2 separate regions of the Sus scrofa genome follow, and region 1 is linked to region 2. Evidence: chromatin contacts called from public Hi-C data. All regions are on one chromosome and are shown on one strand. The core of a region is the stretch at or near the end of the contact, and the rest is flanking DNA. Distances in the headings are between cores, read along the strand shown.

Region 1 (4,173 bases), core at 762-3,261, 620 kb before region 2:
GATTTTTATTTCCATTCTTGCCTAATTACACTGGCTAAGATTTCTAGTACTGTGTTGAATAGGAGTTGTGAGAGCAGGCATTGTGCCTTATTCTTAATCTTAAGGAAAAACATTTTGTTATTTTTCCTTATGTATGATTTTTCTAGTAGATGTTCTTTATCAGTTTGAGGATATACCTGTTTGTAGTTTCCTTAGGGAGTTTTATAATGAATTTTATATTTAGATTTTTCAAGATCATGAATTTATGTAGAGTTTGAGGACACTGGTGGGGAATTTTTTTACTTTTTTTATTTTTTTTTAATTTTTTTTTTAAATTCTATTTTCCCACTGTACAGCAGGGGGGGGAATTTTTTTTTAAAAGAGTGATCAGTGTGCCACATGCCCTCCATAGGGAGGGGATGAAGGTGCTCTGACCTCACCGCAAGCCAAGTGAGGAGGACTGTAGAGCATGATAAGTGCCATTATGGAATTTGAGAGATGCAGGATCTGAAATGTCTAAGAAGGGCAAAGTCTAGCTCAGGGGTCTGTGGATGGCAAAGGCAAGAATAAAGCTTCTTCAAAGCTCTTAATGTTTTCTATAGTTCAGAATAAAGTAGAAGGGGGAGTTATATACATAAATATAAGAGGGCTGTCAGAATGGTCAAGGTGACTCCCTAGTGGGAGTGTGGTATATGTGTACAACCCCTGGAAGTCAGAGGTGGGGGAAAAAATCATAAGGATCTCACTGAAAAAGTTATTGGCCATATTAAGAGAACTGATGGAGAAGGTCCCCAGAGATGGTGTAGGGTCTCCACAGAATCCAAAGTGCATTCCACCAACACCGGATCCCAAAGGTAAGACAGCTTTGCCCCTGACCTCTCTTCTGTCCACTGCTCCATTTCTGTGGAGTCAGAGGCAGTGTAATGAAAGGAAAACCAGTGATGAAGTAAGGTGGGAAAATGGGGACAGGGTAAAATCATCCATGCCCCTTCCTTTTTTTTTTTTTTTTTTTTTTTTTTTTTTTTGTCTTTTTGCCTTTTCTAGGGCTGCTCCCATGGCACATGGAAGTTCCCAGGCTAGGGGGTTTAATTGGAGCTGTAGCTGCTGGCCTACGCCATAGCCACAGCAACGTGGGAACCAAGCCACATCTGTGACCTACACCACAGCTCATGGCAACGCTGGATCCTTAACACACTGATCGAACCCACAACCTCATGGTTCCTAGTTGGATTCATTAACCACTGAACCATGATGGGAACTCCCCAGTGCCCCTCTCCTAATTCAGACTCCTTGACCTGTAGCAGACCTGAGCTGGTGATGTTATAAATTGTGTTGGAGTTTGGAGTTTTTATTTTTTGCTTTTTTTAGGGCCATATCTTAGGCATATGGAAGTTCCCAGGCCAGGGGTGTAATTGGACTTGCAGCTGTCAGCTTATACCATAGCAACAGCAACACAGGATCCAAGCCTGTGACCTGTACCACAGCTCACAGCAATGCTGGATCTTTAACCCACTGAGCAAGGCCAGGGATCAGACCCGCCTAGTCATGGATATTAGTCATATTTGTTAATGCTGAGCCACAATAGAAACTCCTGGAGTTTAAAATTAGACTGGATTGGATATTTTATTACTTGAACATTGAGATTATTTGATAATATCTGAAGGTGTTGGGAAACACTATGTGATATACACAGGATTTCAGCATGCTTGGAGTGAGAAGGATTGGTTGAATGGATTTGCAGGGGTGGTGCCATGAAAGGATAAAATTGAGTTTTGTTTGCGTTAGTGTGTCAGGCTCTTTCAATCAACTAGTGATAGTCATTTGAGCCACAGAAAATCTAGGTAACCAACAATCAATGTGGATCTGGAGGAGTTTGGGGAAGACATCCATTTTGGAGTCCATCCAAACTCTCTTGCTCCATTTAGAATCAGTTCAACTTATAATACTTTCTTGGTGATGCAATACACAAGTTATTTTTAAATAATTCCTGTCAAAGTACTATACATGCGCACGCGTGCACACACACACACACGCACACACACACACACACACTTGAGTGATATCAGGAAGATTGTGGCATAGAAGTCCCAGCTGTCACTACCCCACAGAAATACCAATTTAAAAACTATATATGGACCAAAATATAGTTATGAGATTTATAGAATTTGGTTAAGAAATTATAGTACCTCAGGTGAGTACAAAGCTGAGAATAGCTACATTGAAACAGTAGAAAGAGCAATTTCACTTTATCCATGTCAGCCCCTCCCCCAAGCCAGCAAGCTCAGCTCTAGAAGAGACTATGCCATCTCGTGACTACTTCCTCAGGGGGAAAGAGAAGAGTGGAATGTGCATTCAGTATTATGCTTTTCAGAGGGCTGCCTGAGGGACTGGTATCTGTCTCTCCTGACTTGGAGTGCTGACATGGAGTTGGCATACTTATGCGGCCTGGTGATTGCTGAGAACAAGGGAGAATGGGGTGGCTTACTGCTATAAAACCAGAGAATTTGCAGTGCCACAGATAGACACCAGAGGGGGCAAGAGATTAGGAGCTCATGAATAAAAATTGGCAAGCCTCTCGTTGAGAATTGAAGGCAAAATCCCAGAGAAGATGCATCACATGATAAAATTTTAGAAGCCTCCTGAATCTCTAGCCAGAGTGATTGGTAAAGGTATTCTCCTATAGGAAGCCAGTTCATAAAGACTAGGAAAAATAGTTGTTTTTTCAAACAGACAGATGCCAACATTAAGTTATGACACCCATGAAGAAACAGGGGAACATGGCTCCAAAAAAGGAACCAACTAAAACTCCAGAAACTGATCCTAAAGAAAACTCCAGAAACTAATCCTAAAGAAATGTACCAAAATCACGGGGAGGAAGTAGACATTCATATTTAAGAAACTTAATGCTACAGCTAAGATATACCGCAAAAGGTCTACAGTGAGACATGTTATAATCAACTTGTCAAAAGTGAAAGACGAAAAGAATTTTGGAACAACAAGAGAAAAGTGCTTGTCACATATAAGGGGACTCAACATAAGACTATCAGCAAATTTCTTGGCAGAAGATTTGCAAGCCAAAAGGGAGTGAAATGATATATTCAAAGTACTGGGAAAAAAAAAACAAAAAACTCTACAAACCAAGAATACTATGTCTGGCAAAACTATCCTCCAAAAATGAAGGAGAAATAAACATTTTTTCCAATAAACAAAAGCTGAGGGAGTTTGTTACAATTAGACCTACCTTGAAAAAAATGATTAAGGAAATCCTTCAAGTTGAAATGAAAGGGCACTAAACAGCAACATAAAAGCATATGAAAGTTCCTTGCTGGGTAAGATAAATATATAGACAAATACAGAATATTGTAACACTGTGTTGGTGGTATGTAAATCACTTAATTCTTGGATAGAAGGTAAAAGACAAAAGTATGGAAAATGACTATAACTATAAAAATGTTAATGGATGCCAACATAAAAAGAAGTAATTTGTGACATCAATAACATGACGTGTGTGTGTAGAGAAGAAAAAGTGTAGAGTATTTGTATTCATCTTAAGTCAATTTGTCATCAGCTTAAAATAGATTATTATTATAAGATGTTTCATGTAACCACAATGGTGAAAACAAGGAAAATAATTATAGAAGATATACAAAAGAAAATGATACAGGAAAAAAAGAAAGAAAAATGAGAAAATAAGCATGTAACTATAAAAAAAATCAAAAGATAAAGGAAGATAGCAAGAGAGGAAAAGAGTAACAAAAAAGCAATAACACAGAAAACAAGTAAAAAAATGTAAAAGTTGTCAGAAATTACCTTTAATGTAAGTGTATTAAACTTTCTATCAAAAAACACAGAATAACTAAATGGATAAAAAATTGATCCAACAATATGCTGTCTACAAGAGACTCACTTTAGATTTAAAGATATACATAGGCTGAAAGTGAATGGATGGGAAAAAAAAGATATTATATCCAAATGGTAATCAAAAGAGGCCAGAGGGTACTCATACTCTTATCAAACAAAATACACTTTAAGTCAAAAACTGTCGTAAAACATATAGAAGTTGTTTAAGGGTAAAAAATTTAATTTACTAGGAAGGTATAACAATTATAAATATATTTGTACCACACATCAAGTATCCACATCTATTAAGAACTGAATGGAGAAATAGAAGGCAATATAGTAATGCAGGGGATT
Region 2 (4,300 bases), core at 1,417-3,916:
CCTGTGTGTGTAAGACAGGAATACAACAAATTTGTTCCTTCAGACTGCAATGCACGCCTGCTCTGAGCAGAGGCCTGGCATCCGAATCAGTAAACAGTGGCCCATGCATGCCAACCAACATCCATATGAGATGGACGTATTCAGGAGGCTGGCCAAGAAAACATCTCTGCACCAGAGGAGAACAGGCAGTTATTAAGCATTTAACAAATCTTAAGTAATGAACACATAAGAGGTCAAGTAATGGTGTGAGGGGTGGGGCTCTTTTAAAGACCTGTGACAAGACTACCAGCAGTGGTAAGTGCCTGATCCCACCACTACCCTTCATTATCTCTGTCCCTGCCCTCCAATGACTGTGAGGCTATAATTCAAAAATTAGTGTAAGGAAAGCACACAGATGTATGTCGCCTATACCTGTGCTTCTTCTCTGAGTTTTCCACAACACACCCAGTGAATTCACCCTGTGCCTGTCAGCCTGCCAGCTTCCTTGGGCTCTCATGCTGATTCCCATGAAGGAGAAGAGACGGCCACACGCATGTCAGTCTTTCTGGCACTGAGAAGTGGTCCCTTCCTAAGTATGTGAGAGAGTATTTAGGACAACTTGCCTGCTATAGTCAGACAGGCCATTTGCCACCTCCAGATTTCAGGGCTTATGACAACCCACATTTATATTTCACTCATGCAAACACCACTGTGGGTTTGGGCATCTCTCCAAGGCAGCTATTTTCCATGCAGTGACTCAGCCTCCAGGCTTCTTTGATCCTCCTGCTCTGCCATCTCAACACGAGCCCTCAGTGATCACAATGGGGGAGCTGGTACTGGGAGAATGCTTACCTACTTTTCTATACTTTGGCTCAGAGGTGACACATGTCACTTCCAATGGCAGTCCAGTGACCAGACAAATCAGAGGCCCCAGCCTAACTAATGAGAGTGTAATAAATGTAGCTGAGCACATGGAATATCTCAGAGCATGGTTGTCTCTGATCTTTGACTTTCCCTTATTCTTTCTAAGCAGAGATTTGAGTGGGTTGGCCTTAGAGCATTCAATGGGGAGCCCTTGTGGTGGGCAGAATTCCTGATGCATCTCCAAGATGGCCAAGCTTCCTGGGCTTGGGACATACACAGTTATCATCCAGCACCCTGGTTCCACTTCCCTGAAAGAATATTCCATTGCCACTGAAATTTTAAAAATCAATCAGCACTGCTTTTCTTAAATGAGTGATGTACGTGAAGCCCTGTGGCTTCATACCTGCTTCTTCTAGTGCATCCATCACACACCCTCTGTCACCAAAGGGTCATGGTCAAATGTCTCCTCTGCAAACACAGGGAATGTCTGATATATGAATGCCATCATCCTCATCAACACCGATCGCACCCTGACCTTGTACCAGCTGGGAATATAATGATAGAATTCTACCTTCAAATACTTTCTGGTCTAGTAAGAAAGATTGATAAATTAAGTATTCCAGTGCCTCATGTGATCAACAACATGAGAGATGCTGGCGGTGGCCTGGAGAGAATGGGAAATCCAGGAAAGAATCCAGGAGACCATGATATTTGAACTAGATGAGAAAGATGAGAAGAATGAAAAGTAGTGAAGAGAAACTGAGAGTAGATCCTCTGACTTTTTTGGACCTAAAAGTGTAGGGGTGTGTGTGTGTGTGTGTGTGTGTGTGTGTTGAGGGAGATGGAGGGGGTGGGCAGGGAGGAGTGAAAATGAGGCTGGAGAAGTAGACAGAGCTCCATCACGAAGGTCCTTCTGGTATTTCCCGAAATAAAACCCTTCTGTGCCTGGCTTCTTTTCAATTTGACCTTAGAAGGTGGAAATGAAGATCCACTCAGGATCTCATTGGCTCACTTCCTCCCAAATGGCAAGATCTCCTTAATGTCACCTCGAGATCAGAGCCCCAAAGAAAAGCTAAAGCCTCTTTTGCTTCCTTTGGTCAGCAGCCAGCTGGCAAAGTAACCAGCAAATAAAATCAGTACAGTGCAACTGGCGTCTGGTCATCCAGACACTCCCGAAGCCCCTTAGGTCTACGTGCAAGATTATCCTCATGGCCCGTGGGTCCCCACCACCACCACCAATGGTCCCTTCCAAGAGAGTGGACCGCAAGAGTGGCAACCTGCCAGGCTTTTCACCTCTAGCTCTCCTAGACTGTGTAACCCCACGCCGCCCCCAAGTCTCCCCAGCCTGGGCTTTCAGGGCTTGGCAAGAAAGTGAAATTAAATACATGGCAGATGTGCTCAGGGTCAAGGGGCTTTTGTTCTTTTGCTGATTTGCAGTTTCTCTGACAGTCTTACTCTGTCCTGGTCCTCTGATGATTTCCTACCCCATCACACTCTGAGGTCTGGAGGTATGTGAATTTAGCTTTGAGCATATGACCAAACTCGGCAAGCCAGGCCATGTCAGGGACCCAGGAGCTGGTCTACAAAAGAGACTGAATAAAATGGCATCAGTGGCTGGTGACAGGAGAAACTTGTCACAAGAGAGGTTATCTCCGGAGGTGACAGACAATGATAGGTGTTGCAAAGTCTTAATGTCAACTGGTGTCTTGGCAATTGAAGCTCAGCTCGCCTAGGGTAACAGGACATTATCAACTTTGCTCATACTCTGAGGAATGGATGTGTCTGTTACCAATCCAAGGAGCCCAGGACACTACAACAATAAATGTTATGCCACCTAGCAACAATGGCTGTGACCCTGAGATGAATTGTTTGGGGAACAGGTCATATCAGAGTGACTTTTAAATAGCTGTCCTTTTTCAACCTCCTGTTTTTCAACTGGACAACCATTCCAGGCTTAAATGCCACTTCTTTATCCCTTCAGGGGGTATATATTTAGGTTTTGATGTGTCTGGGAATGCATATGCTTTCTTGCCAGATCTGGAGCACTTCATCAATTCTGATGTGATGGAAAATGACCCAGATGCTTGTATATGGTAATTCTGAATAGAGGAGAGGAAGGTCTTAGGTTGTTCATTTCTTTAGAAGCCACTTCTCAGCTCCTTTCCTGAGCTGGCAAAGACAATGGCAATTGCAGGAAATGATGCTCCTGTAATATACTGGCCTCAGGAGCTGATTATAGATTTCAAATGGAAAAAAAAAAAATGAGGGTGCCAATGAATTGTCTTTCTATTCAGCTGAGCAAAGAACACACTTTAACAAGGCAACTGCTTGCATTTGTTAATGAAGGGGATTCCCATTTGTGGTAGGCTGAGTAATGGCCCCCAAAGATATCCACATCCTGATCCCTGGAGCCTATGAATGTCACCTCGCATGCAAACGGGACTTGACAGATGTGATTAAATATCTTAAGATGGGGGGATTATCCTGGATTATGTGGTGGGCTCTAAATATCATCATATGTGTTCTTAAAAAAAGGAGGCAGAGGGAGACTTGAATGCAGGAAAGGAGGCCACAGTGTGACCACAGAGGCAGAGAATAAAGTCATGTGACCACCAAGGAAGCCTAGGGCCAGGAGAAGCTGGAAAAGGCAAGGAACAGATGCTCCCCCTGGAGATTCTAGAAGGAACCAGCCCCGGTGTCTGGTGTCAGCCTCAGCCTAGTGATACTGATTTCCAGACTTTAGGTTTCCAGAACCATAAGAGAATAAATCTGTGCTGTTTTAAGCCGCTATGGTTGTGGCAATTTGCTACAACAGCGACAGGAAACTAATACACCATCTAACACCAGTGGCTTACTTTCTTCCTTTCTTACTTTCTACTATGTAGCCTGTGCTACATAGTAACATCCTTTATGTTTGTTTTGAATGGATTACACCTTTTATAATTGAAGTAGGTGTGTGGATAGCCATGTGCCAGATCTGCCCCATCCTAAATCTACTTGGATCATTTTTAACCAAATTTTTTGAAGGAACCGTGGCCAGCAAACTTCCTGAAGTTCAGAAACTCTCATCTGTGGAGGAAAGAAGTGTTTCTGGCAATCGCTCCTGGAGGTTTTGGCCAGTCAGCATGGACACCCTGGGCCAGGGGGCCCTCAGGTACTGCAGTAGCGACCAAGTGCTAAGCCCACTGCAGAAGCCACTGAGAATCAGTGCAGCTGGAGGTGGGGAAACCAAGATGATAGAAAGTCTGGAAAGGTATTTCACAGCCCCTGACACTGCCATCCTGAGCCCAAACATGATGTCCCCTTTTTCTGCTTCCATGCGTATTTCTTAAACGTTTCCCTTGGTGATGATATATTCCTTTCCAGTTCAGAACTGCCTTTGAAATCTGATTGTGCCTTTGTAAGCATGGTGGGAATGGGGACATGCAGTGTGATTTACCTCAGGCCTCACACACCC

Evidence for each region. A called contact is a pair of places that touch in the nucleus more often than the background predicts.
Region 1: a contact with region 2 is called in a Hi-C map of omental adipose tissue, with 1.5 times the contacts expected there. The contact joins two enhancer-like sites. A contact is called at or near these places in 7 of 47 Hi-C or Micro-C datasets (embryonic fibroblasts, fetal heart ventricle, heart right ventricle and 4 more).

The regions. Positions count from the first base shown.
Region 1 is chr6:110,386,984-110,391,156 of Sscrofa11.1, reverse strand. All of the region lies in intron 2 of LOC110261185 (a long non-coding RNA gene), which reads left to right. Among named protein-coding and RNA genes, the nearest start is that of ZNF521, 270 kb to the right of the region's middle. Within about 2 kb of position 2,011, at least 2 of the 83 cell types and tissues checked have an H3K27ac peak or open chromatin away from gene starts, as enhancers often do.
Region 2 is chr6:109,766,572-109,770,871 of Sscrofa11.1, reverse strand. No RefSeq gene overlaps it. Among named protein-coding and RNA genes, the nearest start is that of ZNF521, 350 kb to the left of the region's middle. Within about 2 kb of position 2,666, at least 3 of the 83 cell types and tissues checked have an H3K27ac peak or open chromatin away from gene starts, as enhancers often do.